Linked DNA regions of Mus musculus: region 2 is linked to region 1. A link is a contact called in public promoter capture Hi-C data. All regions are on one chromosome and are shown on one strand. The core of a region is the stretch at or near the end of the contact, and the rest is flanking DNA. Distances in the headings are between cores, read along the strand shown. Region 1 overlaps Elf5 (E74-like factor 5). Region 2 has its middle 31 kb from the start of 4930547E08Rik.

Region 1 (5,144 bases), core at 1,013-3,512:
TTCCTCCAAAATCTCCTCTCCTGGTCTGGCCAGACCCCAGGATTGCATGAAATAGTTTATGAATCTCTCTTTTCCTTTCTTCCCCAGGTTACTCCTTTTTCAATGATGCTGAAGAGACCAAGACTGGCATCAAAGACTGTAAGTATGACATTCAAACTGCCCACAGCTGTGCCCGCATACTGGCCACTTGGGTTTGATCCTGATTTAACAACCACACTAGAAGGTTGATGAACCAAAAGCAAGCACAGACTTGGAGAAAGAGTAGAGAAAATGGGTTAAAAGAGTGTGACAGGGAAGGTGGGGTCTGTGGGACAATAACTCAAGTCCTCCTTAAGACTCCCTGTCTATAAAATATCAGGGCCCTTCAGGGCTGTGGTGAGTTTAAGAAGCAATGAAATTTGTGCCTGGTAAAGGGCCTTGTAGGTGCCTGCAGTGAGAATACTATAAAGCCAGTGCCCATTAGCCATGGTGCCAATGGCTTCCAGCGTTTACCGGTCCTATGGTTGCTGATATTTCAGAATAATCTAAACCCATTGCTAAGTCGTTGATAATTAAAGGATGGTGGAATAGGGGGATCTCAAATGACCCACAATCCCAACAATTAGTTCATGTCTGGAGATGGAGGCAGGGAACGGGAACGTTGGAGCTTCTGTTTTAAAAACATTTCTATGTGTTCTTTGAGAATTCCATACATGTATGTGATGTATTTTGATCATGCCTTCCAATGCTGATGTGCCAACTAGAGGCCACAGAGTAGCCAAAGAGGACAGGGTCCCATCCTGGAGGCTTTGGTAGCAATTGCTAGCTATCATGGTTCTTTGCTTTTTGGGTTTTTCTTTTTAAAGATTTATTTGTTTTATATATGTGAGTACACTGTTGCTGTCTTCAGACACACCAGAAGAGGGCATCAGAACTCATTACAGATGGTTGTGAGCCACCATGTGGTTGCTGGAAAATGAATTCAGGACCTCTGGAAGAGCAGTCAGTGCTCTTAACCACTGAGCCATCTCTCCAGCCCTATCATTATGTTTCTAAAGCACTTAGCACTGTGCCAGGTATAGAGTCAGGAGTCCTAGATATATGAGCTCACATGCATGCCCCATCTCCATTTGCATCTGAAGAAAACTGGGGTGCAGCAACTTTAGAGTAATCACAGACCTGGGACTGATATGAACATACATGCATGCGCACACACACACATGCACATTTGCATGCACGCATGCATAGCAGCTCCCAAGCCCTTCTATTTGTTCTTCTGCCTACTTGGTAGAGATCCAAGGTACCTGGGAGTTGTCTAGCTCCGAACCTTGCTTGACAGTGATCCATCACAGGGGATCTTCATTTGTTCCTACCCAAAGCCCAGCAAGCCTCGAAGCCATCCAAACTGGCCAAGCAGCAACAGTCCAGCCCTTGATCATTTTTTTTTTCTTCTCTTTCCACCTGTCCCCTCCCTCCTGCACTACAGAAATGTCAGTAGAGACCACACCATACCCAAGGATAGAGCTTACAAGCTTGAGTTCATGGCCAGCAACTCCTGCTCTTGAGTATCTCTGAGGCATGCTAGTGTGGGGTTGGGAGTTTTGAATGGACTGACAGTGTCATGAACAGGAGTGAGCTCGATTTTGAAACCCTGTCACCAGGCCTCCATCTTAGCTTCTAGAGGACACCTGATTAGGATTTCATGATGATAAACTTAAAATTTTAAGCTTCCAGTATCAAGGACAACCAGGCCCGCCCAAGCCTCAGTGACAGTAGCAGGAATATGCCTCCCCTTGTGCCACACCAGGTACCCCCGCTGCTTGGGTACTGTTGCTGTAAGGCTGGTGTTTGCAGACATGCAGCATTCCTTCACGGTACTGCAACAAACCAACAGCTCACCTTGGTGAAGGGTTTAATCAGGTGCCTGCCTTGAGACTGGCAGCAATGACGCCATCTCCTCTGCCTCCGCCTCTATCTCAACCATTAGATTAATCAAAGGAGAGAGATTTGGAACCTCCTCAACTCATGAAGGACTTCAAAGTCACCTGATCTGGAAGAGTAGGAACAGAGTAACCTGACCAGATGGATCTTCACGTCTCTTGTGTGATCCCTCTGCTCTGTGCCCACCACCTCCCCTCATCCCACCAAACAGACTCCATCCCAAGCACAAGGGACCACAGAGATGAAAAGCTTGCCCTTTCCCTGGCTCTCCTTGTAGTCCAGTGAAGGCTTCTTATCTGTTCGTAGTCAGTGACTCAGTGACTCGGCTTTGTTTATTGTTATGGCTCCACTTGCTTCCCCCGCCCCCTAAAAGATTCAGTAACACAATGGGGAAGTCTAGAGATGGGGATAGGCACACAGCACAAAAGAGCCAGTGACCGCTGCTCAGATCATTTGAGCTAAGTGCTCACTCGGTGCCTACCAAATACCTCCTGCAAAGGACATGACCTGCTTGTGAGTGTCAGCTCTGGGACCTCTGGGACGGAGGTGACAGGTGGAGAAAGAACACTGTACTCAAGTCCCAGCCTGGCACCTGTACAAAAATTTTAAACTCTCTGGGTTCCAAACTCTTAAATAAAATGGCAATAATGTGAGCATCATCCACCGTTGCTACAGGACTATGCTGCAGTGTATGAGGCCTCTAGTAAACACTCAGCACTTAATAAAATGCCCCATGAACATAAGAACATAAGTGAAGAAAAGCTGAGATAGGTTTTAAAGGAAGAAGAAACACATGGGTGCTTTTAGACCTCCAGGAGGTAGCCGGGGGCTCTAGCACAGGACATGGATGCTCTTAGATCTCTAGCCCAGGAGGTGGACTCAGGGGAGGCTTCTGAAGAGGTTCTGTGGGAATGAGAGTCTGCTGGGTAGATGTGAGGAAAGTCACTCCGACCCCACTGAAACCCGCTAACCTGAGATGAAAGAAAGGCGGGGAGCAGAAAGAGATAAGGCTAGAGGACTGGGGGGTCCACTTTATGAAAGGCCTGCTTAATGTGACAGCCTTCATTGTGGTGATACTACAAGATGTTCATGTGGGGAGTGATACAATCCAGTAGCCTAGAACACAGGACCTGGGCAAGAGTGTACACGGGACACCCTTTTTTCCCAAGATCCCTTGCGTATTCCTTTGTTTCATTAATACATATCCTAGACTATTCAGTCTGCATGATTAGTGTAGTGTAGTGGCTGATAATAACAGTTATTTAATACCTGCTGTATGCCTTGCACTATGCTAGGTGCTGAGGGAATACATAGGTAGAGGCAAATCCTGCCCTCTAGTGGACACAGACGGCAAAGCACACAAATCAATGTGTCATGTAGGTGCTCAAAGGCCAGAAAGAAGTAAATGAGAGATCTCAGTAGAGGCCCAAAGGCGCCGATGTGCGGTTACAATTTTCAAAGTGGGAGGAAGCCACTCCTGGAAGGTGAATCTTAGCCCTGACTGAGATGAAGATGTGAATACCCAGATAGTCAAGGAAGGGACAAAGGGCGACTGTAAATGCCCCACGGTGTAAGGTGCCTGCCTGATGAGAAAGCCCGTGTAGCTGAAGCAAAGTGACCCCAGAGCTGGAAGAATAGACAGAGACTTAAGGTGAGGCAGGAGCTGGGTCTGGTTCTAAAATTCTCTTTAAAATCCAAATAATTTCGGACAATGCATGTGTGAGTATCTGAGATTATCAATCAAAGCACAATGATATGCAATCCCTTCCAATACTGAGTTAACTCTCGCTTCCTGCATGAAGTCTCATCTCCTTGTTTTTGCTGGGTCCCTTCCAATCTGTTCTCCACACAGTCACAAGAGGGATCTTCTTAAAAGATGGGCTGCTGAGATAGAAATGTAGCTCAGTTAAGTAGTTTGTGTAACATGAATGAAGCCTTGGCTTTCACCCCAGCATAAACTGGAAAAGCCAGTCCAGGCCTGTATTCCCAGCACTTAGTGAAGAGGTGGAGGCAGGAGGGTCGGGAGTTCGAGGTCGTCCTAAACTACAGTGAGTTCAAGATCAGTGCGAGCCATCTAAAAGCCTGTCTCAAAAGAAGGCAGGGCACGGGGATCGCAGAATTCACTTTAATATAAAATCTCAAACCACCACCCAGCCTCCAAAAACATCACCTACCACTGTCTGCAACTTACATGGGTGTAGTGGTGCCTCCCGCTCTCTCCAGCCACAGGGTATGCAAGCTTCCTAGGCACTCTATGATAGACACTGCCCCCTCCACCTAAAACCTGCTCTCCCTCCTCCTCCCCCTCCTCCTCCCCTTCCTCTTCCCCCTCCTCTTCCTACTCCCCTCCCCTCCTTTCTCCTTCCTTCCCTTCTTCCTTCTCTCCCTTTCCACTCTCCCCCTCTCTCCTCCTCTCCCTCCTCTCCTTCTCCTCCTTCCCCTCTTCCTCCTCCTTCCACTGGTTCGTAATGTAACTCTCTCCTCCTGTGAGCTCTACCCTCAGAAAGAAGACACCCCTTACCTCATTCTTTTTACAGCGTCATGTATTGATCACATTTGAAGCGACAGGTGATTTGTCTGTTTCATCTGGGGTTCACCTGGCTCCATGAGCAGGGACTGTGCCTGTGTCCCCTCTCATGTATCCCTGTACGCACAGGCCCCAGGACTGAGCACTTCCATCCCATCCCTCCATCTCCTAACCACCCTAACGAGCCTCCTCTCACAGTGACTGCAGTTAAGTTCCGTTCTTTGGGGTGCAGCTTGAGGCTCCTCCCCTGCCACGGGTCCTTTTGTTTCAGATGCTGATTCCAGTTGCTTGAAAACAAGTGGCATCAAGAGTCAAGACTGTCACAGCCGAACAAGTAAGGGTCCAGACACCATTCCCCTTCCCTAAGGCAGTTCACCTTTGAAGCTAATCGTTTGAGGGGGGCCTGTCCCCTCCCCAGGGAGGCAGTGGAGAGGCTGGTGTTTGTTTCCATACATGTGACCAAAATCATGACTTTCACTTGGACTTGGAATTTTACGAATTAAAGAAATGTTCTATATTCTATTACTGAAGGAGGGCTTTGTTTCCTGAGCCATTCTGCGGCCTTCTCCTTGAAGTACCCAGGGGAAGAGGATAAAGGGATGGGAATGTGGGGAGTTGAGCGGTCCAGGAGCCTTTCCCAGCGCTGAGATCTGCCCGGGGCAGAATCTAGCCACTTAACCATTGGCAGTAGAGCAGG
Region 2 (5,155 bases), core at 2,227-4,726, 400 kb after region 1:
TGAAGAAAATTGAAATCAGCCAGCGCGCCAAGTACACTTGCTCCTTCTGTGGCAAGACCAAGAGGAAGAGACAAGACGAGCCGTCGGCATCTGGCACTGTGGTTCCTGCACGAAAACAGTGGCCGCCGGGGCCTGAACCTACAACACCACCTCTGCAGTCACAGTGAAGTCTGCCATCAGAAGAGAAGGAACTGAAAGACCAGTAGAAGCCTTGCTGAGACTTGCCTAGCCTGCAATAAGCGGGTTATTTACGAAAACAAAACAAAACAAAAAAACCCACAATGCTTCTACACTGTAAGTTCCTTGCTAAGGCCAGATATTTCCTGAGATGCTGGAGGCTACTATTTATGTAAACTAATGAGCCTTGTGTTCTGCATTTTTTGTACCCTTAAACAAGTTTGTTTGACCCAACAGAAAGTGCTTGATCACATTCAGGCAGGAAGTGTGTCAGGATACAGGTTTGCCCCTGATTGGTCCTTGTGGGAAATACGTGGCCTTCTGCATGTGCCTTTAGAAGCCTCTGCAAAATGTGACTCATTACCATTTTTGGGGGGGGGACCCCAGAATGGACCTAGTCTGAGTCTATCATCTTGGCCAGTACTTAATCAACGCTTGCTTCAATTTGGCTCAATTCGGTAGCGGTCTTATTCCATTTACGGGGTTAACAGGCTACTGCTGCGACAAACGTGACCACATGGTTTGTAGGCTTTTTGAACTGGCTTGTATGAGGTGTGTGGAAGAGTTTGGAGATCTAGGCTGCAGAAGCCTTGTAACACTGTCATATTTAATTGTCGGCTGTCACGTGACCCAAAGCTTGGGTCATCTCGGAAGAAGGAACCTCAACTGAGGAATTACCTTGATCAGACTGGCCTGTGGCCATGTTTGTGAAGCTTTTTCTTAATTGCTGATTGATGTGGGTGGTCCCCTTCCTAGGCAGGTAGGCCTGGAATGTGTTAGAAAGGAAGCTAAATTCGAGCCTGGGAGCTAGCCAGTAAAGGGTGAGCTCTGTGGTTCCTGACCTGACTTCCTCAGCGAAAGGGCCGTTCGTTACCTGGAAGTATAAATCAAATAAGCCCTTTCTTTTCCAAGTTGTGAGGAGTCTGTGGGACTCCACACAGATTTGAAGGCAGGAGTCATTATGCTTAATGTATTGTTAAAAATAAGTTTCCATTTACAGTAAGAGCTGAGTTTCTGTCTGTTTCCTGGAACCTGCCCTGCCCTAACCCATGCCCTTGACTTACTTTGGAGAATACCCGCTAACCCTCACATGGTGATGGCTGTTGGTTAGGGATCTTCCTGGACCTCTCTACTGCTCCATTGTCTCTCTCCTGTAAATCTGCTTCGCACATACTCATGATTTTACCCCTAAGAAATGAACTCAAGGCTGTTCTCATTACATGAGACATGGGAGGCAGTCGCTGGCCAGCTCTCAGGTGCACCCCAATAAAAATCAAGTTTGCTTCAAATTTTGGTAGTGCTCTTCTTCTTGCCTAGTGGGATTAACAGCTGCTTGTTCTCAGGGTTCTGACTTATCACAGCAACAGAAAGCTAACTAGAGCAAATGCTGTAAGCAAGGCTTAATGGACCATTCTGGTATAAGTCTGTAGTAGGACCAAAATGCTAAGACAAAATTAGACAGTCAAGGCCTGACTCCTGCGGTTTCAGAGAAGAACAAGGACTCTGCTGGAAACTGAGGTCAAGGGCCATTTGTGTTATATCCCTCAAAGAATCTGTCTGAATCCTGAGAACTTGAGACTGGATTTATGAGTTAAGGACCAATGATGGACAGGATAACAGGATAACATTCAGGTTGTATCACAACTACTGCTGATTGCTTTTATCCAGGTTTACAATGCTGGGGGGGGGGGAGTGGGGCAAACGGAGAAGAAATGCAAGGTCTAGTTAGGTCAGTGGTTTTCAACCTGTAGGTCTCGATCCCCTTGGGGGGGTCTCATATCAGATATCCTGCATATCAGATACATTACAGTTCATCACAGTAGCAAAATTACAGCTATGAAGGAGCAACAACATAATTCTATGGTTGGGGGGCCATCATGGCACGAGGAACTGTATTAAAGGGTTGCAGCACTAGGAAGGTTGAGAACTGCTGCTTTAGGTGAGGAAAGGAGCCAACAGCTGAAATTGTCAAGGGATTAGGAGACGCGCCCCAGGGGAAGGCCACATCTCTAGAAGCTCCATCTTGTAAAAATCAAAACTCATTGAAAACACTTGCCAGGCTGGCTGTTTTCAGTTGCTGGGTCAAACGCCTCAGTTGGTTGGCCTCTCTCCTTTTGAACGCTGTCTTTGGGCTCTCTGTCACTGTGAAGAGAAAAGCAGCCATGAGCAGTAGCCAGGCCACAGCCTGAATGCTATTGAAATTTTTCTTCAAACAAATTGGTCCACTTACTTTCCAATTTAGCCTCTACCATGTTCTCAGGGCATAAACAGAATGAAGCCAACTCTTTGCCTGAAATAGCACACAAATGGCTTCTAACCCAGTTCCTGATTGAGCCCTTGTTTGCCTGTGCAGCCTCATGAACCAGGTCTCCAGAGCCAGCGTTTCTCTTGTCACTCTGGTTTTCCAGCTCCCACCATAATAGCTCACTAAACTCTGACTATGGTGTTCTAGGGCTTTTAACCCAAGGTTTCAAACTGTTTCGCATTCCTCTCAACCAGCTGAAATGGCCAGGTTTCTCAAAACAGTGGCTCCACCTCCTCACTACTTTTCTGTCTTAGCCAACTTTTCTGGATGCTGTGACAAAGTATCCAACAAAGGCATCTTAAGGATGGAAGAGTTTGTCTTGAATTAAGAAGGATTCGCCTGGGGCTGGCGAGATGGCTCAGTGGTTAAAAGTGCCGACTGCTCTTCTGAAGGTCCCGAGTTCAAATCCCAGCAACCACATGGTGGCTTACAACCATCTGTAACGAAATCTGATGCCCTCTTCTGGAGTATCTGAGGACAGCTACAGTGTACTTACATATAATAAATTTAAAAAAAAAAAAAAGGAGTCCCTTGGCCTTGGCGGCACACAACCTTTAATCCCAGCACTCAGGAGGCAGAGGCATATCTCTTGAGCTCATGGCAGGGAAAGTATGGTACCAGTAACTGGGCACATTGTACCCACAGTCAGAAACAGAGGGAGATGAAGGTCTGGAACCCCAGAACGTGGAATGTTAGGGTAGGTCTCAAACCTCAGCTAACTCAATTTAGAAACCCCTTCACAACCGGGCGTGGTGGCGCACGCCTTTAATCCCAGCACTCGGGAGGCAGAGGCAGGCGGATTTCTGAGTTCGAGGCCAGCCTGGTCTACAAAGTGAGTTCCAGGTCAGCCAGGGCTATACAGAGAAACCCTGTCTCAAAAAACCAAAAAAAAAAAAAAAAAAAAAGAAACCCCTTCACAGACAAGCTTAGAGACTTGTCTCCTAGGTAACTCTGGAGCCTGTTGAGTGACAGGCACTGTTAACCAGCACACCCACAGAAATTAACATAACTTCCTGTTTTTCAACATTCCAGAAGAGACTACAATGATCAGTTGTGACTCTGCTCTTGTAGATGTGTGCCAGACTCATCTGCGAATGGAAGGAGCTGAGTCACAAGGTGTACAAATGAAATAGAAGATGCCGCTGGTTGTCCTCCCAGTGGGTGTCCCAGTTTTCGTCCAATCTTCTGAATTTGAGAATTTTCATTTCCTCTTGTCCTTGACAACTCTTGACACTGCCAGATATTTTGATTTTTGTCAGTTTTAGCACTAAAAACATTTTCTCGCTGTTTCCTTTATCTCTCTGTCTCTCCTCTTTCCTTCCGTTCTTGTTTTTCCTTCCTTCCTTCCTTCCTTCCTTCCTTCCTTCCTTCCTTTCTTTCTTTTTCTGTAAATCAACCCATTTATTTATTTATTTATTTATTTATTCCCGAGACAGGGTTTCTCTGTATAGCCCTGGCTGTCCTGGAACTCACTTTGTAGACCAGGCTGACCTCGAACCCAGAAATCCGCCTGTCTCTGCCTCCCAAGTGCTGGGATTAAAGGCGTGCGCCACCACACCCGGCTATTTAGTTATTTTTAAGCTCAGAAATCCACCTGCTTCTGCCTTCCAAATGCTGGGATTAAAGGCGTGTGCCACCACTTAGTAGTATTTTTTTTTAAAGATTTATTTAGTTATTATATGTAAGTACACTGTAGCTGTCTTCAGACACCCCAGAAGAGGGCATCAGATGACAATGTAGATGGTTGTGAGCCACCATGTGGTTGCTAGGATTTGAACTCAGGACCTTCAGAAGAGTAGTCAGTGCTCTTAACCGCTGAGCGATCTCTCCAGCCTGTCAACCCATTTATTGAAGGCTAGGCGAATCTCAGATAGGGCTTCTACTGGCCTTTCAGTTCCAGTCCGATGGCCGACTTCACTGTGACTTCAGAGGTAGTGTTGTAGGTCCAGGCCCCAGCGGCCACTGTTTTCATGCAGGAACCACAGTGCCAGATGCTGACGGCTCGTCTGTCTCTTCATCTTCGTCTTGCTGCAGAAGGAACAAGTGTACTTGGCTTGCTGGCTGATTTCAATTTTCTTCACCATTTTCTGGAGGGAAGCACCATAACGGGTCCCGTATTTCCTGATGATCCCGATCTTCTTGGTCGAAGCCCATGCCCAAGCCTGAAGAGTCCTTTCTTATTTTTAAAAATAATTTATTTTTATGTCCACTGGTGGGTTTGCCTGCACGTATATCTGTGTGAGGGTGTCAGATCCCCTGGAACAGGAGTCACAGACAGCTGTGAGCTGCAATGTAGGTGCTGGGAATTGAACCTGGGTCCCCTGGAAGAGCAGCCAGTGCTCTTAACTGTTGAACCATCTCTCCTATCCTTACTCCCCCTCCCCTTCTCCTTCTCCCTTCCACTCTTTCTCTTCCTCTTCTTTTTGGAGACAGGGTCTCAGTTTGTAGCATTTGCTGTCCTGGAGCTTGATAAGTAGGCCAGGTTGGCCTTGGACTTGTAGCGATCCGCTGCCCTCCTCCTCCAGAGTGTTGATATTAAGGGTGTGCAGCCCTACCCATGACCTTTTTCTCACTGTTTTGTATAAGATAAGAGTTTTAGCTTGCCAATATAATTTCTTCATTGATCTGTAAATCCCACTGAAGTTTTCCATTTCTTTTTCTAATCTCTCTCCC

What was found. Promoter capture Hi-C pulls out the DNA fragments that hold promoters and counts their contacts.
Region 2: a promoter capture Hi-C map of trophoblast stem cells shows a contact between it and region 1, with 6 times the contacts expected there. The contact joins two enhancer-like sites. A contact is called at or near these places in 22 of 39 promoter capture datasets (the 3T3-L1 cell line, 3T3-L1-derived adipocytes, the C10 cell line and 13 more), 1 of 15 datasets of contacts at CTCF or cohesin (large pre-B cells), 9 of 484 Hi-C or Micro-C datasets (Th1 cells, cerebellum, embryonic stem cells and 4 more) and 1 of 9 other capture datasets (embryonic stem cells).

Annotation. Positions count from the first base shown.
Region 1 is chr2:103,442,714-103,447,857 of GRCm38.p6, forward strand. Elf5 (E74-like factor 5) reads left to right here. Exons shown (of 7, transcript NM_010125.3): 4 at 88-138; 5 at 4,719-4,781. Among named protein-coding and RNA genes, the nearest start is that of Elf5, 21 kb to the left of the region's middle. Within about 2 kb of position 2,263, at least 8 of the 459 cell types and tissues checked have an H3K27ac peak or open chromatin away from gene starts, as enhancers often do. A contact at or near this core is called in trophoblast stem cells, where this site is marked.
Region 2 is chr2:103,839,030-103,844,184 of GRCm38.p6, forward strand. It overlaps the pseudogene Gm13875. Among named protein-coding and RNA genes, the nearest start is that of 4930547E08Rik, 31 kb to the left of the region's middle. Within about 2 kb of position 3,477, at least 33 of the 459 cell types and tissues checked have an H3K27ac peak or open chromatin away from gene starts, as enhancers often do. A contact at or near this core is called in trophoblast stem cells, where this site is marked.